Regions from separate parts of the Mus musculus genome. Here all the other regions are linked to region 1. Evidence: chromatin contacts called from public HiChIP or PLAC-seq and promoter capture Hi-C data. All regions are on one chromosome and are shown on one strand. Each heading gives the region's core, a stretch centred on a gene start, on an enhancer-like site or on the middle of the called end of the contact. The rest is flanking DNA. Distances are from core to core; before and after follow the strand shown. Region 1 holds the start of 1700007J10Rik (RIKEN cDNA 1700007J10 gene). Region 2 holds the start of Flcn (folliculin). Region 3 holds the start of Cops3 (COP9 signalosome subunit 3).

Region 1 (3,434 bases), core at 908-3,407:
GCCCCCAGTCCTGGTGGACCCAGGAGAGGGAAGAATGGTCAGTTGCCAATGGGTTGCAGACCAGTGGGTGGGGCACTCACAGGCATAAGGGTGGTACAGAGGGAGGGCCAGTGTGGACATAAAGACATAAATGGACAGAGCCCAGAGTGGCCAGAAGCAGCAGTGGTAGTGGCACAGATCTCCAGAGAACTTGGCACGTGGCCTGGGCTCACCGTCATGGAGGATTCTGTGGACCTCCTGTCCAATGACTTGGCTCTTCGGTGTGGAGACAGGGGACAAGCATCTGAGAGAGGAGCTGTGGGGGCTTCGCTGGCAAAGTCCTGTGGCAGAGAGCAGCCACCCATCAGTACAGCTCAAGGCAGCCTGGGCACGCATGGGGACAACAAGTTGGGTAGTTCATCCCTCCTTGAGTGGGGCAGTGCTGTCTAGGCCCCACAGCAGGTTCTGGGATGACCCATGTCCTGGCATGCTTTGGTCAGTAGAGCAGCCTTTTCTTTGGATGCCTGGTTATCACTGGTCCCACCCAATTTTGCAGCTTCTCAGGTTACAGAAGACAGACAGCAGGCACCTCGTGAGCAACAAAGAAACTGGAAAGAAGATCTTGGGTACAGCAGGCCACAGAAGAGGCAGGTGGGCAAAAGGCTGGAGGAATCTGGGAGGAGGAGGAGGAGGAGGACGGCTGAGGTCTGATGGACCTTGTAGGCTAAGCAGAGAAACGAGGGTACAGCTTGCCACTCCAAAAACAAAAGAAGGAAAAAGGTATCATATTCGGCTTTGTTCCTGGGTGGCCTCAGTGGGAAGAAATTGTGCTAGTTACAACTGGGATCTAAAACTCATTGAAGCACCTTGTGGCACAGAAGGCTAACGCTGTAGGAGGGAGATGTGGAAGACAGGCTGATGCTCAAGAGGCTAACTGGAAAGGAACAGAGTAGAGGCCCAGAAGAAACATGTCCCTGGTATGTATGGGACTCAGAACATGTACGGCACTGTGTTCCCCAGACCCAAGCCATGCTGCCAAAGGCCCCACTTGGCCCCACACTGGAGCTCACCCGCTTTCTAGGGATGGCCCGTCTCTCACTGCGGCCCTGACGAGTGTCACTTGATGGAGTGGTCAGAATCAGCATGTTGGTTTCCATGTGCTCTGCTTTTTCAATGTCCAAGGCCTCAAATTTCTCAATTACCTGGGACCTCCTACAAAAGAGGACATGAAGCTGCTGAACTCGAGTCTCCCCGTTCCCAAGGTGGACTTCGTCTCAAGTCCAGTAGGGGCTCCTGTAGTCAGCTTGCACACCTGGCCTACCTCACTGGGCTCCAGTGTTAGCCTTTCTGTTAAACAAGTGAGGCACTGCTTACACAGTACTGATAGGACTTAGGGCACAGATTCAGTCTACTTGAGCTCCACTTTCCCCCATTCACGCTGGGCTGGAACAGCCATAGAACCTTTCCACACTGGGCCTGCACTGGCCCTGCTCCAACATTGGACTCATACAGCTTGGTACACCTTGGTAACCTCCCTGAGTCAGATACAATGAAGGACAACCACCACCTCCGCAAACATTGCACCCTCTAGTTATAATGCACCCCACAGTAGGGTGTTCAAAATTTAGCAAGATAAAAGCCCATGAATTAACAGTTTCTGCTAACATTAAAAGGAATCAAAATCAAAATAAAACAAAGCAGTTGATTTCATGTGAAAGGCCAGCGGCCTTGTCAGGCGGTCTGTGGCTGGGACGACGGAGCTGAGATGGAAGCGAAGCAGGTGGAGGAGGCGCGAACACAGCAGAGGGTGGAGAGGGCAAGACCTGAAAGAAAATAAGGCTGGGAAATGAATGAACAGAAAAAGACTGCTTTTAAAATTCAAATCATGATAAATCAAAGTTATCTAAGATTTAAAGCAGCAAACCCCAAGGTAATGGCTGAAGAGAGGAAACCCATAATTACCACATAGCCTAAGGAGTCCCCTTGAGGGATTAGGCAGAAGACTTGGGCTGCCTACCTGGGCTCTGAGAGCTGATTTCAACCTGCTGGGAGGATGGTCTCTTCTCACCAAACCTAAGGCCTGCTCTCCTAGGGACAGCCTACTCCCTCACAATGAGCGTGGGCGTGGCATGCATTCTGAACCAGTGGTGTGGAGCTGAGAGGAAGTGATAAAGGTCCCTTTCAGAAAGTTAAAATCTCTAATAGGCAAGAGGAAGTCATGGCCTAGAACCCAGGAACCTCTCTTTTCAGAGGTCACTACAAATCTTCCTTAACAGTTCCTTTCCTCAAGGGAGGTAAGAGGGCAAAGGCAGCCAGGGCTCAGGAGGGCTTGTGTGTGTTCTGCCTCCATACTCGGGGTCGTTAGAAGACTGGTGCTGGGTTAGCTTGCTGTGCCTATAGAGGCTGAGGTGAGGAGACTGGCTGGGAAAGCAGTGAGCTAAGCAGCTGCTGGCTGCCAGGTAGAGGAAAATCTTTTAAGTGCAGCCAAGGTGTCCTGTATAGCTAGACTGCTGCAGAAGAGCTGGACACCACCATCCCAGGGCCGCTGTTTCTTCTCGGGCTGAGAGCACTGTATCTGGCTAGAGTACTTCAAGGCCCCAGGATAGTAGGAGGGCTGTGCCAGGCCAGACTGGCACCATGGAATATAGGTTTATAGGGTTCCAAGCAGAGTAGTTAGCATGAGAAACTACTTGCTTGGGGGGACTTGCTATAGCTGCTTGACAGAGATGCTGCCAAGACATGATGAGACCAGGAGCTTGGGCAACCTCTGCATATAGCTAGTTCTCTGTGGCTAAGTTGGTGTTTCTGAAACAATAGAGGTGACAGAGTAGCTTCACTCAAGCTACTCTGACAAGGTGGAGAGGTCAGAGTTCCATTAGCTTTCTGTTAGTCACTAAAAGTGTTATAAGGATCTCCACACTTAGCAGACACAGGTCTAAGAACCTCCTATAAGAACTCCTTCAAAGGCTCAGAAGTCTCAAGAGCAAATTCCAAGCTCAGGGCTGCTGGTACTCAGGTAGGGTTGCTTACTGGCTTACTGAAGTTTTCCAAAAGTAACCCTGAGGTTTTCAACTTCCTTACTGTGTGGCAGGTCTGTCTTGGCTACAGTAACTCAATGCAAAGTAACTGGCATCTTGTCACTCTAACTTATCAGAGACCAGGATCCAGTCCAGCACCAGGTGGACTACTTGGGCCTCAGATAGCAGTCCTCAAAGAGCAACACCAACCAGCAAGATCATTCAGGAAGGGATAGTTACAGGGTTAATGTGCAGAAGTAGTCCAGGCACCAACACCAGCTGAGAATCATCCCCATAGTGGTGAAGAACATGCAAGAACAAAGCCTAGAGACTGCATCTATCTCAGGCAGGTAGACAAGAATGCATTCAAAATTAACATCTCTGACAAGGAGCCTAGCCAAGCAGGTGGGCAAAATGTTAACTCTGGCCTGCCACTAA
Region 2 (3,864 bases), core at 566-3,065, 70 kb before region 1:
ATCCCAGTCCGTCCACTGGTACTGACATTCTAATCAGCCAGCCATCTCCGAAGACAGGCTCCTTTTGAGTCGGGAAGTGTCTGTCCTATGGCTGAGGCTCCTGTGGGGAGCTTGCTTCAGCGAGCCTCTGGGACTGGATCGGTAGGAGCAGGCAAAGGGACTCATTACCCCCTCAGCCTGCGAGGCTTCTCAATGACTGCAGAAAGGAATCCTGGTAGCCTGCCTCAGCCTTAGAGACCTGGGGGAGCCAGTGGGGAGCTGCACACTCCTGCTGTCCCCTCACTGACCTCCAGACTCTCTCTGTAGTGACTGCTTTTGGTTGGCTGCCCAAATCCTCTGGTCGCAATACAGGATCCTGGTTCTCAGAGCCATAGTCAGAGCTGACCTGGTTCTTCCTAACATCGCTGTGGGGAGTTGCAACTGGTTTCACTTATATCCTGAGTGGCAGTCTGCTTAAAGCTGTTTTATCCTGCTTAAGTTTGTTAACCCCTAGTTGTCAGGTATCTGCTTTCTTCTTCTGCTGTCTGCTTGCTCTAGTCTTGGAGAAGGGTAGGGAAGAGCCTCGTGGAGGACAGGAGATGACTCACAGTATCAGGAATAATCGGATTGGTAAAAATAAACACACACAAGACAATACCTAACACCATAACTCCACCCTGCACTCCTTAATCTTTACCAGGCAGTAAACAAAGTTATAGAACACAAGTTTGCATATTTTTTTTCCTCCTGCTCCCTCTTCCAACAAAACACGAAAGCTGAAATAGAGAGAAAGGAATCCGATCCCCGTGATTTGAAAAACAAACAGATACCAACTCATCAACTTCTACTCATCTGAAGCTTCCCACTTCCGGATAACCACATTCTGGGCGTCCTCGTGTACACAGCGGAGGCTGGCAGCGCTGGCCGCTGTGTACAGCTGGCAGCGTTAGTTACAGGCTCAAGCCCAGAGCTCTGTTCTCATCTGTCTTCAAGGGCCCATGGTATGCACTAATAGCTTTAAAATTCATTTAAAAAAAGATGTATTTTTTTTTATTATTTTTAAAATGTGAGTACACTGTCACTCTCTTCATGCACACCAGAAGAGAGCATTGGATCCCATTATAGATGGTTGTGAGCCACCATGTGGTTGTTTGGAATTGAACTCAGGACCTCTGGAAGAGCAGTTAATGCTCTTAACCGCTGAACCATCTCTCCAGCCCTTAAAATCCTTTTTTTTTCTTTTCTTTCTTTCTTTTTGGTTTTACAGGGTTTCTCTGTGTAGCCCTGGCTGTCCTGGAACTCATTCTTTAGACCAGGCTGGCCTGGAATTCAGAAATCCATCCGCCTGCCTCTGCCTCCCAAGTGCTGGGATTAAAGGCGTGCGCCACCACTGACCGGCTTAAAATTAATTTTTAAGTAGCTAAATAATATTCCATCCCTCATCCCCAAACGGGAAATCAAACCCAGGGCTTAGAGAAAACAACCCCACAATCCACGAACTGTTTTGAAAGCTAGTTTGCAAAGATAGGGCCGGCTCAGGGCAAGACTGAGCCGTGCACATGCGTGGTCCTGCTTCGCTCTGTACCCTCCTCCCTCCCAGGACCTGTCCGTACCTTCCACTTCTCTCGAAGGGGAGACGGTTTCTCTGATCTGCAACTTTACAGGCAGGGAGTGGAGTCCCAAGAACTCCCAGAATCCAGAGGAAATTTTCCGCAAATCTTTCCTCTTCGGTAGGGACAGGGCATGGACTGACTAATTCTCTCTGACTTTTTTGAAATGTCAGTTTTGACGTCACCCCTGCAGAATGGCTTCTCTCGGCGGCCGGAACCATCTACGCTTTTCCGCGGGGCGACTTGCCGCGCCGAGGGGCGCGCGTGGCCGAGGGGCTTGGATTCCTTGCCTGGAGGAGCATTACGTGACACAGCAAGGCTCCGCACATCCTAGTCGCCTGCGGGGGACGCAACGCTGCTCGCTCCGGCTAGTCACTGGCGTTGCCTGCCCTCTGCCGGCCTGCGGATGGTTCGGTCCGGCTGGGTCACGCGCTAAGGCTCAGTGCAAGGGCCTGCGGAACGGGCTAGCACTTGCCGAGGGGCAGAACAGTGGCGACAGCCCCAGGACAGTTGCGAGCGGGTTCCGGCCCAGCATCCGGGAGACGGCGGCAAGCGCCCCAGCTGGGTTGGTGTTGGGCCATAGGGCTGAATGGAAAGCGCGGATGGTAAACACCTGGGAGAGGGAGGTGGCAGGTTCCACCCCCCGTTTGGGGTAATTGCTTTAGTTTGACTGAATACTGTTGGGGACGTCGCCCTGCCAGTCAACCTCCGTTTTCTAGCAGGATGGCCGTCTGAGGACAGGGCAGGCAAGACACCTCATTTCTCTCCACTCTTAACAGGGTAACTCGTCCTCATGCGTTGGAAGAAATGGTTAGCCCTGGGATTAGCCAGTGGATCGCCGTTGAGGTCACAAGTGGCCCATAACAGTAGGGGGCCAGGAGGACCTACTGCAAGTATAGGGTGAATTTCCATTTCTCGGGGGTGGGGGTGGGGAAGCCTGGTACCACCCATGGTGTCCGGCAGAGAGAAAGACTACAGCTAGTGTATTGCTGGCAGTGCCGAGCTATCATAGTTGTCATTAAACAGTAGAGAGGACATGGCACGTGACAGTGTTTGCTCTGCTAGTGTCAAGTGACTGGGTGCTCTTTAAAGGAAGTCCTGCTGAAGTTGGCAGTAGTAGAGAGGGGAGTGGTTCTAAGTTGGAGATAAAGTTCCCTGCTGAGTTTCTTACCCACTCTATACTAGCTAGTGTAGTAGGGGGATCAGTGAGTTTCCTGTGGGAGACAGTTACAGCTCCTGCTGACTTCCGTGGAGATCCTTGTAACCCCTTGTTTGCCTACAAGGCACTCTTAGTGGCCTGGTGCTGTGAGAAGACAAGAAATAGAGATGAGGAAAAACTAGGGCACACCAGGGAAGGATGGTGTGGGTCTCGTTTGCCAGGCTTGTGGTTCAGACAGCGGGAGCAAATCTCGTACATGCACAGCCTGCCTCTCAAAGTATGACGCTGAGGAGACTGTCTTCAGCTCGAAAGGTTACTAGGAAAGGGTGGTTAGGCACACTCCCAGAAGCCGGCTCCTGTGGTAGAAGAATGTGGTAGACATTGGGATTGGGAGAGTAACAGAAGACCTAGGCTCCTTCCTCACCGGAATTCAGACGCCATATGCAATCCCGTCAGAGAAGCCTGTTGCCCAGTGCCCAGGAGGATTTCCAGAGGATAAGTGACAGTTGGTGTTACGGGCTGGGAAGGATTAGAAACTCAGGTAGTAGGTTTCTCGGTGGCTGCAGAATGGAGTGTCATGTAGGTTCCATTACAGTCTTCCAGGGGCTGCCTGGGCTGAGGAATGAGTAACCAGAAGATTCGAAACTCTTGTTGGACAAACCCCCTTTTTTTCTTTTTTAAAGATTTATTTATTTATTTATACACTGTAGCTGTCTTCAGTCAGCACCAGAAGAGGGCATCGGATCCCGTTACAGATGGTTGTGAGCCACCATGTGGTTGCTGGGAGGTGAACTCAGGACTTCTGGAAAAGCAGTCAGTGCTCCTAACCACTGAGCCATTTCTCAAGCCCACAATTTTTGTTTTTTGTTTGTTTGTTTGTTTTTTTGGTTTTTTGAGACAGGGTTTCTCTGTAGCTCTGGCTGTCCTAGAACTCACTTTGTTGAAGAGGCTGGCCTCGAACTCAGAAATCTGCCTATTTCTGCCTCCCAAGTGCTGGGATTAAAGGCGTGCGCCACCACACCCGGCACGATTTTTGTTTTTTAAGATCCAAAGCACAACAACAAATACAAATCTCCAGCTCCTCCTGACAGTCCCTGATTTGACTGTTAGCTGCTC
Region 3 (3,734 bases), core at 646-3,145, 100 kb before region 1:
AGGGTTCTCCCCTTGTCCTTTATGGACTCCTGCCTCCCCTTATCAGAGCATACAGGGGTTGGGCAACATTACCCTGAGACAACAAATGCAGGCTCTTGGCTCATCCCTGACTACTCTATACCATCCAAGCAGGGAGTGGTTGCCCACCCGCTTGACCACAGATGAAGATGCTATATGAGCAAAAGAATGGGATGTCCAACCCCTAAAGTCCCTTTGACCATAGTAATGCCCGGTCAACTTATAGAGAACCATATGTGGGTCTATATTGGGAACAAGATAGAGGTTTACTGGTGAGTACGTGTGCAAAGAGTTCTTGTTATGACTAGATATGCCACTAGTACTGGTGTTTCTGCCCCCTTTGGAGCTGTGGTTCATTGACCACTTGGAAGGATGAAGATAAAGCAGTATTCCTCCAGAGGGTAGTGCCATCTCCAACTGTAAACCAGGAACCTATAATCTGGTTAAATATCCTTGTTGGTGACCGTTTCCTGTCACCAACCCACCAATTCCTCAGCTCCAAAACCTACGAATCCCTGAGCACAAACTCTCACCAGTCTTTGAGTTTGGCTTGAAATCTCACTAATCCTCACCGTGGAAATCTTTACCCTGGAAAACTCCTTCCCCATGAAACTCTGTATAAGCCTGTCTCCTCACCAATTCCCTGCTGCTTCTCCCAGGAGAGGCAGCACCCTCTGTTATCTCTCCCAATCTCTTGAGTGACGTTTGATGTGCCATGTGACTTTGTGGCATTCCTTGGCTCCAGACTGCCAGGATAACTTTCCCTTCAGCTGTCACACTTACACACAAGCAACCTCTCCCCTCAGAGCTGTAATACTTCCATTGGAGAAGTCTTTCCGGAGCTGTAACACATTCATTGGCATTGCCCCCTCGGAACTGCAACACTTGTATTAGGGAAAACTTGCCCCTTAGAGCGGTAACACTAACACCCTGGATCCCGGTTGCTTTCAAGAGTCTCCCTCTAAAGCCTCATTGCCTGAGGCCTTTCATTCATCTTATGAAGTGATACAAAGTAACCTTTTTCTCATCTTTGCTACAGCACTAGAAATCCTAGGAAAGAAATTAGTTCCGAGCCAAGCAGGAACCTAAAGTGTGCTGTGCTATCTATCAGAACCCCTTAGCCTTAGATTACCGAGCTTGCTTCAGAGGGAAAGTTTAACCTGAGTTTAACTGTTACAGATAGATGATGGTCATATAAGAAACCAAAGATGGAATGAGAAAAATCACTGCTTCAGTCTAGACCTGGGGAGCCTGGAAATCCGAGGAATTGCTTGGTGTTTAATTTTCAGCTTTAGAATTCAAAACCTTCCTAATGTTACACTTTGACTTGGGAAACTGTCCAGCACTAAGCTGTTAGTTCTCAGGCATTGTGTATGTTCAGAAATGAGCACAACCTCAGATACAGAAGGGTTTCTGGTCGTTAGATAAAAGCCACCATTCCTAGGAACTTATAAAACGAGTTCCCCATCCTTCAAAAGGAGTCATTTTCCCTTGCCTTTGGAAGAAAGTATGGCTCTCTAGTGACATGTTCCGGAAGTGGCAATGGAGCCGTGTCGGAAGTATGTGGCTAGGTTTAAAATAATGTTCAGTCATTCTAAGCAAAACTGGGCCCAGAAATTTTGTGCTTAAGTGTTATTCTTTCCTTTCTTCGTTATTTCCATTTAACATGAGACGAGATTTCCCAAGTGCACTACAATGAAAGGCGAGGGAGGGGACCTGACTTCCGGCGACTAGCGGAACTGTTTCCATGGAGACAGGAGGGGGTGCCTCAGCCAGGTAAGATCTCGCGGCGCTTGGCCGGCGGAAGTGACACAACCTGCCTCCAGGCTTTAGTGGGTCGCCGGGCCCCTCCTCCTAGAGCAGTCGCTTTTTCCCGCGCGAGCTTACCTCTGTTGCTCGGGCCACCAGCGGGGGGAAACATGGCGTCTGCTCTGGAGCAGTTCGTGAACAGTGTCCGACAGCTCTCAGCTCAAGGTGAGGCCTGGGCCGCAGAGCTGGCCCGGTATGCCCTGGCACCGGTGCGGATTTGGGACCGCCCTTCGCTCTCTAGCCTCTCCCCCTGGACCTGCTCAAGCCTTGGTGCTTAGGGTAGGAGCGCACGGCCGAGGGGAGCAGTCCTCGTGCTGTCGTGCGCCGTCGTCCTTGCCGTCGCCTTCCCCTGCCTCGGGCCCCGGAGACTTTCCTTCCCCTCCCCCTCCAGCACCCCCCCTCCGGGCCCCAGCCACGGGGCGCCGCTTGACAGTTTGGGGGCGTGACTTCCGGTAGGGGCATTCCGGAGCACCCATTGGTCCCTTGGCCATCACTGCTTTTTGGTGATTGGTCTAGCGTCCTGTCCGTCCTGCCGGTCTGCCCCCCCGCCCCCACCAGGCCCTTCTAGCGGCTGGAGGGGAGTCTTTTCTAGGCTCCTTGGCTAGAAGGCGTGAGTCTTGGCTGGCCAGCGGCGCACGCTCGGAATCCTCCGCCCCTATTTTGGTCGAACCGAGCTCCAAGGGAGCTTTCAGTAGTCGGACTACATCTCTAGGGCGTACAGTTGTTACTTTATTTCCCCCCCTTAATTTGCATACCGTCTGGTCCATTCATCTCGTCACTTGAACACACCCATAATCTTGAGCCAGAAGAATGTGACCTCTCTTTAATAGAGTTAAGGGAATGGAGTGGAGAAAGCATGTTAGAAATGCTTTTGACATGTGGAAATTCCGTGAGGTTAGGCTCGTTTCTTCATCTGTAGAAAAAGAGAGGTATGAGGTGTGTCCGGGTAGTTGTCCACCTAACTCTTGTAAGGTTTAAATGATGACACCATGCAAAATAAATGGTAATTCTCGTTTTCCTTGTCAGTGATAGACTTAAGCTCACAGGCCAGATAGACACCTGTGAGTGATTTTTTTTTTTCTTTAAATAAGTCATTCATCCATACGATACAGGTAGGACTAGTTAAGTAAGGAGTGAGCATAGGCGTGCACTCCTTTAGTCCCCTAACTCTGGAGGCTGAGTTAGGTGGATCTCTTGAGTTCAAGGCCAGCCAGCATTACACAATGAGAACCTTGTCTCTAAATAAGTTAATTAAGTGGAGCTGGAGAACAGCTCTCAGCATGTACTACTCTTTCAGAGGACCAGAGTTCAGTTCCTGGCATTGTTAGTGGACACCCAACCCCTTGTAACACCAGCTTCAAGGGACCCAAAACCTAACATCCTCTTCTGTCTCTTCACGCACCTTCACTTACATGCACATAACCACATACAGACACAGAAAATTAAAATTAGACAATTACAGCACAGCCGTACAAATGGATTCCTATGCAGCTGTGGGAAGAAAAGTGCATATACTTTTTGCAAACTGAAAAGGAATCTGAGGTCATCATTAAATAGCAGAAAGATGCTTAATAGTGTACACAACACAGTGCCATCTATGTGAATAAATAGACTGCATGGCGCATGGGTGAGTATTCCTATTCATGTGGACTGTCTTTAGATCCTTAAGGTGTTCACTGGTAACACTGGGTTGCTTCTGAGAAAAGAATGAGGCTAGCTGGAGTATAGACTCTGGATGGGAGAGGGTTCTCTTTAGTTTTGTAGATTGTCTGTAAACATGCACTTGGTTTTTGTTTGCTTTGGAGGTAGGGTCTCACTGTGTAATCCTGCTGGCCTGGAATTTACAGAGACCCACCTGTCTTTTCTCCTAGCCACACTATAATGCCATTAAGTGGAACTTTTTTTTT

The links. HiChIP or PLAC-seq counts read pairs in DNA pulled down with a chosen protein or histone mark. Capture Hi-C pulls out chosen DNA fragments and counts their contacts.
Region 2: an H3K4me3 HiChIP or PLAC-seq map of embryonic stem cells shows a contact between it and region 1, with 21 read pairs. The contact joins the promoter of Flcn here to the promoter of 1700007J10Rik in region 1. A contact is called at or near these places in 1 of 39 promoter capture datasets (macrophages), 1 of 484 Hi-C or Micro-C datasets (embryonic fibroblasts), 5 of 115 datasets of contacts at active chromatin or transcription factors (embryonic stem cells, heart atrium, pancreatic cancer cells and 1 more) and 3 of 9 other capture datasets (adipose tissue, liver and pancreatic islet).
Region 3: a promoter capture Hi-C map of adipose tissue shows a contact between it and region 1. The contact joins the promoter of Cops3 here to the promoter of 1700007J10Rik in region 1. A contact is called at or near these places in 2 of 9 other capture datasets (adipose tissue and liver).

The regions. Positions count from the first base shown.
Region 1 is chr11:59,738,877-59,742,310 of GRCm38.p6, reverse strand. It overlaps 1700007J10Rik (RIKEN cDNA 1700007J10 gene), which reads left to right and starts at 2,157. Exons shown (of 6, transcript NR_045476.1): 1 at 2,157-2,273. Mprip (myosin phosphatase Rho interacting protein) reads right to left here. Exons shown (of 24, transcript NM_001368931.1): 8 at 1,050-1,191; 9 at 213-320.
Region 2 is chr11:59,807,990-59,811,853 of GRCm38.p6, reverse strand. It overlaps Flcn (folliculin), which reads left to right and starts at 1,815. Exons shown (of 13, transcript NM_146018.2): 1 at 1,815-2,194. Gm16062 (predicted gene 16062) reads right to left here and starts at 1,774. Exons shown (of 2, transcript NR_045686.1): 1 at 1,593-1,774.
Region 3 is chr11:59,837,928-59,841,661 of GRCm38.p6, reverse strand. It overlaps Cops3 (COP9 signalosome subunit 3), which reads left to right and starts at 1,895. Exons shown (of 12, transcript NM_011991.1): 1 at 1,895-1,992. The coding sequence starts at 1,938.